Regions from separate parts of the Rattus norvegicus genome. Here region 2 is linked to region 1. A link is a contact called in public Hi-C data. All regions are on one chromosome and are shown on one strand. The core of a region is the stretch at or near the end of the contact, and the rest is flanking DNA. Distances in the headings are between cores, read along the strand shown.

Region 1 (7,504 bases), core at 3,836-6,335:
ACTTGGACCATACATACCTACTGTTTTTACCCACTGGAAATTTGTTTGGGAATTCTGCCTCCAGAGAACCTCATAACAAATATTCTGCAGTTTGAAACCACTTAAAATAAGCCAACAAATGTTGGTTTTTCAAACTGTTTTCCCCTGTCTGTATTAAGATTTCTAATCATCATTTAACAAGTTATTATAAAAGACAGCCTGAGCCTTACAAGATAAGGCTCTGTGACCTCATAGGCTCAAATGCCATCTGAGACCAGAAGCTCACCAGTGCCTTACCCTAGGGAATTACACACTGGGGAAATGCATGGCAAGACATGTGACCAAGAAATATGTGACCCAAGAATGTGACCAACACACTCCACTTGCCTTGCTTGAATGTGTTGATCTTAAATGTTCCAAGGCAACAGGAACAAATAACAAAATGAAAAACTAAGACTGTGGCTGGGTTCAAAAGCTTACAGTAAACACTTTCATGCCTTACCAACATTTTCCACCAAATTCTAGAAGATAATTCTTCTGTTTCCTAAGTCAGTCACTAAATCCTAGAGGGTAGGCATTAGAAGCTCCTGTCCTTGACACGTGTCACAAGTCAAGTCTCATGGTCTAAATGAAATGAACCGGAGAATAAATACTGAGGCAGAAGATCCGCTTATTCCCGAAACAAAGTAAAATGCTCTCAGATCACGAGGACGACGTGAACAGTAGACCCTCCTACAACAAACAGCAGTGTTACTTCCTGACTTTTATTAGTTATCTAAGAATATCCTGACTGTGGAAAATTAAATATTACAGCACTCTACTTGCTTTTAGGTATCATTCATTTATTTCGGTCATTTCATAGCTTGACTAGTCCGTTTTCTTTAATGCTGTTTGGCTGGTGTTTGTTCCTACAGATAGTGGGGAATTATGAAGAATATATTCTGGCATAATTTAGCACAAATTTATACATGGCAAAGTACTGTAAAGAAAGGGCAGAACACAGAGAACTGTAAGGACTATGTCCCCTGCTGCACTCACAATAGCTGGACTCAGGCAGGGACTAAGACCAAACACTAAACATCAACCAAATATTCTTAATCCCTGCTAACGGCTCCTGTTGTGGGAGTGGAAACCCTGGGAAGATGCTGGCCGAGAGGAGCCAGGTTTAAAACAAATGTTCATTGAGCATGCAACAGGGAAGACAAGAAGGTTTCGGACACACAGAATGTGTTTCAGCACACAGCACACGGCATGAGAAGAAAGAGAGGCAAGGGGAAAGGCCTGGAAGGAGCAGAGAAATAATCTTCAGCAATAAGGCTGTGGGACGCAGAGGGAGCCTGGAGCTAGAAGTGTGGGGGTGGGGGTGGGGGGGAGGATGGGAAGTGGACGATTCCAAGCACACAATGGCACAACCGGTAACTCCCTTTAGAATAACTAATAACACAAATAGACCAGGGACACAGAAGCACACAAGTCAATTGGAAATGACATGTCCATTCTTCCAAGGAAACAGACTGTTTGATTAGGGTTTTGGGAAATAGCTTAAGCAATGCAAAATTAAAACCTGATAAAGCAAGAATTTCTCAACTACGGAAGTCATAGTGTGAGTCCAAAGGCAGGGGAACGACTGACGGGCAGCAGGCAAGGTCCGCCAGCAGAAGACTTCAAAGTCTTCACCTGCTTCCCCACCCCTGCCCGTGAGCCTGTAATAGTATGCTATACCACAGAGGGGAGGCAGCTTCTGGAGGTGATTTGCTTGTGTGGGGAAGTTGAGTACAGAGAACTGTCTGCTATGATAAGCTCAAAGCTTTGAAATGAGATCGAAACTGAACAGCGAATTCATGAAAACCGTCCTTTTTTTTTTTTAAAGCTAGTACCTTTTATCTTAGAAAAATCATCAACAAATGAAATTTGATAAATAACAGGAGCCCAAGGTAGTCTAACGGAACAACGTCCTAATTGCAATTCTACTGCTCTTACAATTATGAATTCTCAAAGACGTAAGAATAAAAGGTGCTTTCTTCTGGAATAATTATTCATACGCAGTGGAAAGAGTGCTAAATATCCACAGGGCTCATGTAAGCATCTTAACTGATTCAAATACTGAAAGCTAGAAACTAAACTGAAATACTTAAGTGAACAAAAGTGCAGTCTGATGCCCTTCAGGTCAGGAGACAAGACTTGGTCCTCTCCATTGGTTTAGGCCTGAGTCTATGTACTTAGGCAACAGTGAAACACCTCTAATTTAAATAGTAAATACTACACACCCAGCACCCATATATTTACTAATTATTTGCAAATCTTATGCAAGATTCTCTCACTTCAGATGTTTAAAGAGATGCGCTCTTTTATGAAAAGGGGTGCACTGTTTTCAATAGACTGTTTTAAATGCTCTATGCTCTAAGTATTTTTAAATAAATCATTGAGGAACAGAACAAAAGACATGAAGATGAAGTCACCCTCCTAAGAATCTAAGTGGTACTGCTGGGTTACCCAGGATACCACTTTACATCTCAGTTGACCAGTTGCCATGAATTATTAGGTGGACGATGCCACACAGTTTATTGCACACGGCCTTAAACATCGAAACTTGGACTAAAGGTCATAATTCACTGCTAAGTCTGACTTGGAGAAAAATGTTTTCATTATTACAAGAATTAAGATTTGTGAAATAAGTACACAAGGTTTTTTTTTTTTTTTCTCTTTTAAATGGGAACTGGGCTGTCAGAGAAGTGAGAGACAAGAAGACAAGGATGGACTGGAATTCTAGACAGAAAACACAGTTGTCCAGAAAAGCCAAACCTCCAAGCAAGAAACAACATGCAAAGGAACCCATTTGCCGTTTGTTTGCCTGTTGATAATTTTAGAATCCTTCTAATGCATTGATTTGGAGGAATAAGAATCATAACTCCTCCTGGAACTCATCTCTCATTAATTCACCACAGATGGTAAGAGAAATCAACTTCAGCTGTATGTTACACACTCAACTATATTTAATAATTAATCTAAAACAGGGGTTCTCCGCAGAGGTTACATTTCTGCCTCCAGGGGGCGTTTGGCAACATTTTTAGGAGATGAGAGACGCTGGGCTGCCCTCAGCAGCTAATGGGTGGAGGTCAACTCCATTGCTAGACATCCTACAACACACAGGATACACACCCCCTCCCCAGGAACAACAAAGAACTATCAACTTCAAAAATCGCCAACAGTCATAAAAGAGATGCCATGCATTCTGAAACTGGCAGAAGCGAAATTCCATTTTTCAAATCTTTCATAGGTGTCTAATTAAAAGATAAGCTGCCACTACCAGGGAGGGGTCATTTTACAACTGCTTTAAATGTGGTGGATGGCAGCTCCAAGAACTGCATTGTAACCCACAAGACCTTCTGAGCAGGTTCTCTGAAACCACAGGAAAAGAACTGTCTAACCCTTTTATCTTATGTTTATTGTAAGTCACCTGGTTCAGTATCAAGTCCTGTCTCTTCTGTAGCTAATCTTCTAAAAACACACTGACCTCATAAAAACACAGTATCTTTCTAATATAAAAATTCAGTCAATCCAATTTACAGAGAAAGATTTATGGGGGAGGCTGTGATGGGTGAAAAAAAAAAAAAACATCACCCAGGTCTTTAAAATGCAAAGTTATTTCACAGTTTGCTTGCAAAATGACTCAGATCATTATTACTTTTAGTCATGCCAAGTTTGCTTCTCCTAAGCCTACTAGTAATGGAGAAAGAACGAAATAACCACCATCTTTCTGCAGCCGTTAAACCAATGAAACAGGAGCTTACTAAAAAGCAGATTTGTGCAGTGATGTTTCCTTTTTATCAGACTGTGAGAAGAACACAAGCAAATCACTGGAAGTGCAAATGAAGATTGTAAGAAATCTATCATCTGCCCAAATACCTCAAGTGTGGGAGGAAAACAAGCAAAAGGAAACCCCGACTCACAGACCTATAATAATAATAATAATAATAATAATAATAATAATAATAATAATAATATAACCTGTGAATATTTTCCTTATATCACTCAATCAAAATCCGGATTTACTCCTTTTTTCCCCCTCCGTTCAAAAAACTGGAAGACCTCCATGTCGGCTTTCAGCAAAACAGTGTTTTAAGAATGAATAAAGAAAGCCTGGTGTGCACCTGTCAAACCTCACTGGAGCGAACACCGCAGTGGAGAGACGACCCTGTGGTGGAGAATGAGCCTTTCGCACCTGTCAGGGCTCTTTTCACCCGCGAAGCATCTTCCTCTCCTACTATGGGAGCAAACGTGAGCCAACTTTGGTGGTTTCCATCCCCCACCCAGGCAAAATCCAGCCTCCGGCGCAGCTCAAGTCCTTACGCAGGGAAAACCTCAGCGCTCTTTTTCACTCACTGAGTCGCCATATGAAGTTGACAGGCAAGATCACTGAGACCCCACGGAGGCCCCACACAGAGAGCCCCGAGGCCACCCAACGTGGCACTTTCCAGGCGTGGGCAAAGCAGAACGCCTCATGACACCTCTCACCACGGGGTGTCCGTGGAGAGAGGGTGCTTGGCTTTGTGGTCCCGAATTGTCCCTCATCTAGGGAGGGCAGAGCTCAACTTCAAAGATAGGGTTCCCACGCGTCCCGCCGCCCGGCCACACTCTGGTCTGCCCGTGAGGTCGCGCGACAGTCACCGCCCCGGCCAAGAAGCCTCCTGCGTTGTGCAAGGGCTGAGATGCCGCGCTCGCTCCTTGCTGTCCCCCGACCCGGGCCCGGTCCCCACGGCCGCGCTCACCCAGCAGCAGCAGCTTGACCTCGCGCGCCGCCTTCTCTCCGTCCTCCCGGAGGTTGCGGTCGATCATCTTGCTGCGCTCCACGGCCGCCTTGTCCTCAGCGCTCAGTGTGCAGCCCATGGTGGCCGAGCGTCGCCGCGCCCTCGGCGCCGGGGCCGGCTGGCAGAGCGGGGAGAGGCTGGCCCGGAGGCGGCCCCGCTAGGTCCTCAGCTCCGGCAAGCTGGAGGCGAGGTCTGCTAACCGATACGCCGCCGCCTCGGGCGGCCGTCCCCGCCCGCGACGCTCTACGATCCGCGCCCGCGAGTCCCGGCGACCGCTAGGCTCCGCTACCGCCGCCGCCGCCGCAGCTGCCCGTGGCCGAGCCGCAGCCGCACACAGCCCGAGCAAGCTCCGCGTCCGCGCGCCGCCGCGGCCCCGCCCCTGCCCGCCCCGCGACCACTCCCAGCGCGCGCTCACGCCCGCCCGCGCACGTGCCGTCGGACAGCGCCCCCTCCGACCGCTGCGCGCCCGCGTGATCGCCGAGCCCGGCGCTTCCTGCACGTCCCCCCCACGAGGTGCCCGGTGCGTCCGCTGACTTCTCCAGCCCCAGCCTGGAGCTCACTAGCCCCCTCCCACGCTCCGGAGACCGCTGCTGGGATCCGTGGGTACCTGTCCCTTAAGGGCGCGGGTGGGACGCTTGCCAAAGTTGCGAACAAGGGGAAAAAAAAAAAAAAAAAAAAAAAAGCAGTCCTGGGCATTTGAGCATGCCTGGCGCCTGCAGCCACGCAAGGGTTTGCAAAATGTGTGGGCTTGTGTGAAGGACCGTGAGAAATAGAGCGAAATGAGCAAGAAATGGGGCTCAGCGAAACCCGAAGTGGCGATCAGCCAAGCGGGAATCTTAATCTTGGAGTTGCCAATACTCACTTCCTCCCTTACCTTTTCTCTTTCTTTTCCTCTGGCTTTCCCTGTGATCTATGCTCACCTTCCTTTTCATAAGGGGACGCATTTTGAAGGATTTTCTTCGTAACCCGACAAAAACGTTTGACGAAGAATCAAAGAATTATTTTTAAAATGGCAAGGGCAATAAAACACACAAGCAAGTCTGCACTCTGCCTTTAGGGCACATGTAAGTTTCTCGCCAAGCTGAGTACCCATGTTTATGGCCATGTTGTGACTCCTGTGCCAATAGCCATGGCATCTGTTTTTTGCAGACCTTAGCTTCTTTGCTGGCAGATGAGCTGTTGAACCTTCCAGGTCAGGGCAAGGCCTAGATGGCTTTTCACCCAGCATGAGGGGAGGAGCATAGGTTGAAGGTTGGGCTCTCTCTTGTCAGTTGCACTGCTGATTATAGGAGAAATGTTGACTAAATAGATGAAGAAGGTACTAGGAGAGAAAATACATTCCTTGGCGAGATAAAAATCAGGCAGTTAGTCTTTGGCTCCCGTTTGAAAATCTGATTTTCAAAGAATCATTTGAAAATCTGGGGTTGGGTTCGAAGGTCTGTCTAAGCTGATGACACAGGCCCAGTAGCTTAGCTGCAGGTTGGGTCCCTCAGTGCAAGCAGAGCTTGTAGGTTGCCATTTTGTTAGAGTCAAACTTGCTGAGCACAAGATAAGCAGTGTTAAGAACTTCCTGAGCCTTTCCTAGGATTCTTTCAAAACAGAAGAAAACCCTGCACACTTTTAGGATATTTGGTCACCTTCTACCTCCTTTGTACTTCCTGGCACTGGAAATGTTCATCAGGAAGTCCAGAATTCATGAAAGTGACAGTCAACCCAATGTGAGTGAGCCATTTGCAGCTGTCAGTTGACTGCCCTTCCTCCATGGTTCAGGCCAGATGGGGAATCAGTCAGGTCTGAGGAGTGGCGAACACAGCTGCACTCCTTATGTTTGGACCAAGTGAAATTGTCAAAGAATTACATGGCTTACACCTTCCCTTTGAAAAGCTTGTCGGGGAAGTGAGAAAATAAATGAGTAGAAGAAGGGAAACCAAACTTCGAAGAGGCTGTAAAATGACGGTGTGGATGTAGGAAGGACTCTCAAGGGAGGCTGGTGGGCAAGCCACTGAAGAAGTGTGCACTGGAACACTGAACTGGTTGCCATAGCAAAGTACGGCAATCACATGGCTTCAACAACCGGCATGTACTTTATTTCTCAAGTCTGAGGAGTCTAAGATAAAAGGCCAATGGATCCAAGTCTCTCCAGTGAGGGTTCTCCTGCTGGCTAGTGCATGGCCACTTTACTAAGTGGAGAAGTAGAAGAAGGAGGCGAAAGAGAACCAGGAATGAGAGAAGAGGAAAATTCTTTCTTCTACTGTCGTTGCCCCCCTCCCCACTTTCAGGACTCCATCTCTGTCTATGTACTTCCCAAAGGTCCTCCCTTCCAGTACAGAGTGTTAGGGCTTCAGCCTAAGAGAACTGAGGAGACATCACCATTCAGTCCAGAATAGGGACTATTTTGGTTCATATGAATATCTAACTAAAAGATTAACAGAGTGTGAATAGAAGGCAGCCATTATTTTATGATTGAAATGAAGTCTGCTGAAAGGAATGTGATGAATGAAAATGAACGTTTAAAATGAAAGTTAGAAAAGAACTATAACGATTAAGGTAAAGAGTTGGACTTGATACCATGAGTGCTAAGTGTGCCCACATTCCCCTGAGTAAAGTAACAGAGATAGAAAAGGGAAAAGCTCTTTGCATCAGATGTAAAACAAATGAGTTACCTACCATCCTAACGAGTGGATGGCATTGGTAATTCAGAGATGATAACCTTCACT
Region 2 (6,649 bases), core at 3,528-6,027, 280 kb before region 1:
TTCAGCTAGAGGGTTTTATGTGTGTATAGATAGTTTCATATAATCTTTTCTTTGCGTACATTGAAGCACACATACTTATTCTCAAAGAGGCTCTTTATGGATTGATTTAGTTGGCATAGCAATGGACAACAGAGATTATCACAACATTGTACTGTATTAAAATGATCAAAAGCAATACAGACTGCACAACAGTTGCTTTTTAAACTAGTGAATGATTCTGCATTTCGTTTATGACATCTTCATTAGAAATTTTGAAACATAAATTACTAACATATTTTCAAACAAATATAAAAAACTCAGAATAATTGGAGGCAGTGTCATGGGGTAGTATGAATGCTGGCATCATAATTGACAGTAAGTAGGATCTCAACTTTACAGCTGGTTTACTAGACTAGTTGTTTCCTATTGGCCTTTCTATTTTCATGTACATATCCCATGGTGAGATTACATTATATATCGGTTATAGCTACCATCCCCAAACTTTTCCCCGGTTTTCTCATTCTCTACACGGGTTGATAATCGCCATACTCACAGATTGAACATGAAGATAAAAAATGCAAATGCTGAAGATGCATAAGGGATCTGCTAAGGATCTACCTTAGGGAGTAGTTGAACAGACCAGATGAGCTGCCTGCTATGTCCCTACTCAATGCAAAGCTTGCCCTGAGGTCCCTCTTTGCAAAATAAACATTATTGCAGCTTTCAAAACCATCTCATCCACTTATTATAATCTATATTTAACTCTGAAGTTACAAATTATTTAAAGTTTAAAAGTAGCATTTTAGGTGCCATAGTAATTAGAACTAGGGGATTGACCCTAATTAAGTTTTGAATTCTACTACTATTGAGTATTTACATTGGTTTTGGTACTTTACCTTTATAAATATTTTTCTACTCATTCAATAGGCCTCTTGTCCTGTGTAGATGTTAGATCTATGTCACTCCTTAATAGTCACTAGGTTAATATATAAGGTCTTCAGTTACTGTATGACACTTAATTAAATAAAATTTAAACCCAGATACCACACCATTTTTCAGACACTAAGACATTTGTTCTGATGAAGTCAATGAAAACCTCAGTTAATTTTATAACAGCAATGTATCTTGAGGAAAGTGTATACGATTTATAAATATTTATATGTATTCCTAGACATATTCTTCTTATACCATGCCATCTATCAATAATTTGATAATATTTTAAAATATTGGGTTCAATCCAGGTAAGTAAAATATTTAGAGACTGAATTCTCCAATAACTTCTTTCTTGTCATAGCTGTTTCTCCATGGACAGATTATAAGGATATAACAAGAGATGGTTCAACCATTAAGCACCGTGGCTCATCTTCCAGAGGACCTGGATTTTATTCCCAGCACCCACATGTCTCACAATCATCCTTACATCCATGTCCAGGGAATTTAATATTCTCTTCTGCACGCAAGTGGACCTAAGGAACGCAAGTGGACCACAGACAAACATTCAGGCAAAACCAAACCAAAACAAAAACTCAAATAAATAATACATAAACCTATGAAAAATAAAAATCAGCCATTTTTTAAAAACCTAATTTTAAACTTTAAAGAACATAAATGAGTCACTAGACATATGTCATATTAATCACACTGTTGGAATCTATTATCTAAATACTGGTTTATATCAGATATAGTTCTCATCTATCTATGGGCGAGTAATAAGTCTTTTATTCTCAGCATCTAAGTCTCAGCTCCTTTTTCTTCCCCATTCTGAGCAGCTTTCTTCATTCTTAATTAACAAAAAAGAATTCGCTATTCTTTGTCATGCACCTCACTTCTTATACAACTGCCATGCTGTTCTGTTTTACAATAAATTATCTGTTTTGTAGTCTCTGGATAGATGACCACTTTAAAGGCAGTGTTTGTGTGGAAATTTTCTGCTTCTCACTACATTTCCAGTAATCTAATATCCCCGTCATGTTCACTGAGCTCACATTAGTATATACGACACTTTACACAACCACTGGTTTAGCATGGTAAAGATTCCACAGATATTCTCTGAGTATTCGATGAAGGATTATAGTGATAATTGTCTGCGCTCTTTTCATTTCATGTTCGGGCAAGACCTTGCTTGCTACAAAGAAAATGCCGGAGATATAATTGTTTTCTTTTATTCTGATGAATTTCATGGACCTACTTCTCAAAAATATACTCAGGAAAGAACATGAAGATTGGCAATCTTGCAAGAATGATATTTTTAAAAATCCCTTCTTGGCACAGAGGAAATTGTGATCACAACCTGTCACCATCTTCAACATCATTTTTATGGTTGCGAACAAAATATATTTGGTGCGGAATAATTTTAGAGAGGAAAAATGCTCACTCTGGTTTCTTAGCTGAGAATGGAAGCTTTCCTTTGCCACCACCAATGTATCAAGGCTATCCACAGAAACATTTTACATTCGGTGCATATGCTGGCAGTGCTTTTTTATTTGTAAGGTTACCACAGTGATGGCTGCTTGCAGTACAAAAAAAAATGGAACAAATTCAAACTCAGGGAAAGCCTAGAATACATTAAAAGAAAACAAACCTGTATATTTATAACTCTAGTGAACATTTAGTTGTATTTTAATAAGTCCTTGTCATTTTTTTCAGGGAAATTGTACAAACAGAGTTTAAGAAAATGCTTTAGAAAGGCCAAGGGAGACACAGAATGTCGTTCCTCTTTATATTTTTATGAGGATGTTTTTGATAACTAATGTCAGACTCTTAGTGCTTTAGCTGTAAGAGGGACCTTGGGTCTCTCTTCTCAAGGGGAGATAGCATCACAGTCTAGAAGGAGGCTATTTCAACTTCAGTGAGGCGGCTGTCAAAGTCAGAAGCTATTTGGAGAAGGCCTGAAGTTGACCGTCCTTAAAGTACCTTTCTGCTCCCCATTCTTCCGGCTCCCTCACAAGTGGAGACTTTGAGGAAAATTATTTTCTCAAACGATGCCATCTTCCTCTAGTCACTATTGTTTCCCCTATACGTGGGACTCCAGAATCAATGAAAAAAAAAAAAAACAAGAAATTAACTTAGATGAAAACAGATAAAATGTATATCTTCTACAATTAATCTTTAGAACCTTTAGTGATAGAAGAGAGTAAATGAACAGCCAAATGTTCTCGGATAAAGAGAGCATGTATAGATGAATTTTTAGATATACTAATCATTGAATGATGTCAGTTCATCCAGTAAAACCACCCTCAAGTTTTACTTAACTGTTTAAATCCCTGTAATAGAGAAAATAATGCATATTCTCCAAAAGAAACAATAACAAAAACAAAAGCTTCAGCCAGTATTGAAAAATAGTTTTATTCAGGCTGAGCCTTTCCTCTTTCATAAGCAGCAGAAAGAGTTTCTGCAGTGCAACAAGTTAGGCGAATGAGCCCACTCTGAGAAGGCACCCCTTGCAGTTGTGAAAGCCCTCTTGGAAGCCACTGGGGTTTCCTGGGAACCAGTGACAGCAAAAATGCTTCAATAACAATATGGCCAGGTCCTAGAAGGCACAAGTTCTATTAAGTTTGCCTATAAGCCTTGGTTTCATGTTCCTGCTACACACGAACCTGCTATAATGGTATACTTTTCCTAATATGCAAGGTAAACAATAAACTATGGATTGCAAAATGGAAGAATAAAAGATGAAATTGTAAAATAAATGTGCTTCTGCCCCCCTCTTTCTCCTTTCTATTTCTGTCTCTGTGTCTCTCTATCTCTCTGTGTCTCTCTGTGTGTGTGTGTGTGTGCGCACATGCGCGCATGTGCGTACGATACATTTCTAGCCATAAAATTAAAATCATAGTTATTCATCTTCTCCCCTCAGTATTTGGATTGAATCGACATCCTGTGTGTACTAGTATGTGCCAGGAAAGCCTCCTATTTTTTGACCTACATCCCAGTCCTCTCTTAATTTTTTTTAATTTTGAAGCAGTCTCACTGTGCTATCTAGACTGGTCTTCAACTAAGTGTAGCCAAGCCAGATTCTGTACCTGCAAATCCTTCTGCCTCACCCACCCAAGTCACTGGGACTACCAGCCCATGACACTAGATTTGGTCCTTTACTTTATATATGGTATTTTTTTGTTAATGGTCTATTCTTGATACTAAATTAGCCAAAATTAATAATTTATATGAAAACTGACTTCTCAATTAAATGACATTCCAACAACATAAACTGAATTGAATATAGAGAAAATATTTTTAGAGTATGCCAAAATGGAAATAAAGAACTCTGTCTAAATCAAAAGATACCATTTATAGGATTAAACATAACAAAGCATATTCCATGTGTAAAGAGTAAATGAGTCAGCATAGATTTTTTGCATGAAAAATGCAGAAAGAGGATACATAATTCATTTTCTAATGTGTAATCCTCAGTTCTGAAATGTATGCCAATTTCGTATATGGCACATTATATCTTGGTTGGCGATGTAAATTAGTACATGTATATGTCGAATTAACATAGATTCACAGACGGCAAGAGCATCAATATTTTCAACCACCAGATGGCAGAATTAAAGTGACGCACTTCAGACTACAGATGCAGCTTATACTGAGGGGAAAAAAAATAACTGCAGATTCCAGCCTGCAGTCTATTTTTAGTTGAACAGACATGAAAATGCATTGCAGCAAAGTAATATGTGCATTAAATGGGGAAGAAAACTGTTTTGATGAACAATTTCCCGACTGAATGAGTTGTTTGCCTTCATCCAGTCCGGAAAGATCCCTCACAGCTCATATGTTTGAACACTTGGTGACGCTGTTCTAGAAAGTCGAGGACAAAAGAATGCAGCCTTGTTAGCAGGTGTGAGTTGTGGAGGAGGGGATCTGAATGAACTGTTTCTGGGTCTGAGTTTTGTGCTTCCCGGGACCGCACTACTAGGAACCGCAGCCCCAGGTTCCCTCTGCCATAACTCTACCGTGTTCTCTCCACCAGGGTGTGCTACAATTGAAACCATAGGAAAGATAATCCACTTTTCTCTTAAATTGCCCTCAGTGCATCATCTTTCTGGCAGTTAGATTATGGGGCTCTTTAAAAACTCACCATTAAAATCAATCTAGCAGTGGGCAAGACCAGAAAAGAATTTCCCGTCCAGTCAGCTTTTGAACAGCTAAATCAGCTCCACCTGATTTCAAGCAAGAACTTATGGATTTGCTTCCCCATTTTTACCCTTCTGTTTACTGAAAACTGGTCACTTGCATCAAATCTCTCAAGCAAAAGAGGGAGGGTGGCCAGTTTCCGCCATCTGCAGCGGAAATTCTGTGGCTTACACTAGACTTCTTACAAATTGGATGAAAATAAAATTAAAACCATAAAATTAACAATGAAAAAATGAAAAGGAATTATATACACAGTATATGCATGTATGTGCTGCGTACAAAGAACTCACTGGTGATTCAGAATTACTCTCATTGTAATGGTATGGGGATTTTGATATTTTAATTTTTCTTAACTTCTAACATGAGCAAGATTCCTAGTGATAAAAATTAAATGGTTTTCTAGAATTTCTTATTTGTTCACTGATATATGAAATGTAATTTAAATATTTTCAATATAGCATTATTTTATTAATGGGAAGGAACTTAAAATGAATAATCGTTTAAATAGTTTTAAGGATAATATCAAGTAATTTTATTATTAGAAAGTACTCCACGCTCTGTGAAGAGGTTTGATATTTAATTTGTAATGGTCTGTAAATGCAACAAATATCCTTATTTTAGCTACTAGGAAGCTAAGCCTCATTTAGATGACAGAACTCATCTTAACTCCCATGTTACTATTTGGCCGAGACCTGGTTTATGTTAAGATTTTCCACAGTGTCGGATTATCAGCCTTATCAACTTCTTCTGGTGCCTGCACCTAATTTTAAAAATTACGTGCTCTGAGTTTATTATATACCTGCTCCCAACAAAAACTTAATATTTGTTGTACACTAAGGATTAAATGACCATTCAAAAGCATTTAGGGGACCCACACCTCTCCTACTACTCTAAAACCCAATTCCCTCTCAGCTCTGTAGCAGAAATTCTACTACAGTCTCTTCATGATTTGACCTCATCCTGAAGGGATTTCAAAGGTCCGTTGCCCCAAATTTCCTTCCCTTAACTCAATCCACTACTCCAGCCTCCAGCACCAGTAGGCCTTCGTGGGAAACACAGCAGTTAAGCAGAACACAGAAAGCTGACTGAAGACACTCACCACTCCCTCCTCCCCAACAAATCCAATCTAGAGCTCATACTCAGTTTCACAAAAGACCACCTTGTGCAGCCTTCCCTTCCCCCTACCTACACTCCCTGTGGACCCTACATTCCATCCATTCTTAACATCCCTCCCTCTACTCAACCACTTTATCTGAGCCCCCCAAAACCTACACAGGCCATAACTGCCAGAAAGTCAGGTAGACTGTTCTCTCTCTCTCTCTCTCTCTCTCTCTCTCTCTCCCCCGTCCCTCTCTCCCTTCCTCCCTCCCTCCCCCACCCCAGCCCCCCTCTCTCTCTGTTCCTGCAGACTATTCTAGTCTCATCCTCAACTCTGCAGTAGTAGACTCTCAGCAGCCTTCCCTGACCTTGTTTCCTACTCTTTCACCGATGGGTACCACAGCTCTTCCCTTTCCAGCCTTCCTAGCTCTGCCTCTGCTTG

The links. A called contact is a pair of places that touch in the nucleus more often than the background predicts.
Region 2: a contact with region 1 is called in a Hi-C map of prefrontal cortex, with 7 times the contacts expected there. The contact joins the enhancer-like site here to the promoter of Gnai1 in region 1. A contact is called at or near these places in 4 of 12 Hi-C or Micro-C datasets (the A7r5 cell line, Schwann cells, frontal cortex and 1 more).

Annotation. Positions count from the first base shown.
Region 1 is chr4:17,703,642-17,711,145 of GRCr8, reverse strand. It overlaps Gnai1 (G protein subunit alpha i1), which reads right to left and starts at 5,085. Exons shown (of 8, transcript NM_013145.2): 1 at 4,749-5,085. The coding sequence starts at 4,866.
Region 2 is chr4:17,987,874-17,994,522 of GRCr8, reverse strand. No RefSeq gene overlaps it. Among named protein-coding and RNA genes, the nearest start is that of Trnaa-agc88, 91 kb to the left of the region's middle. Within about 2 kb of position 4,777, at least 19 of the 93 cell types and tissues checked have an H3K27ac peak or open chromatin away from gene starts, as enhancers often do.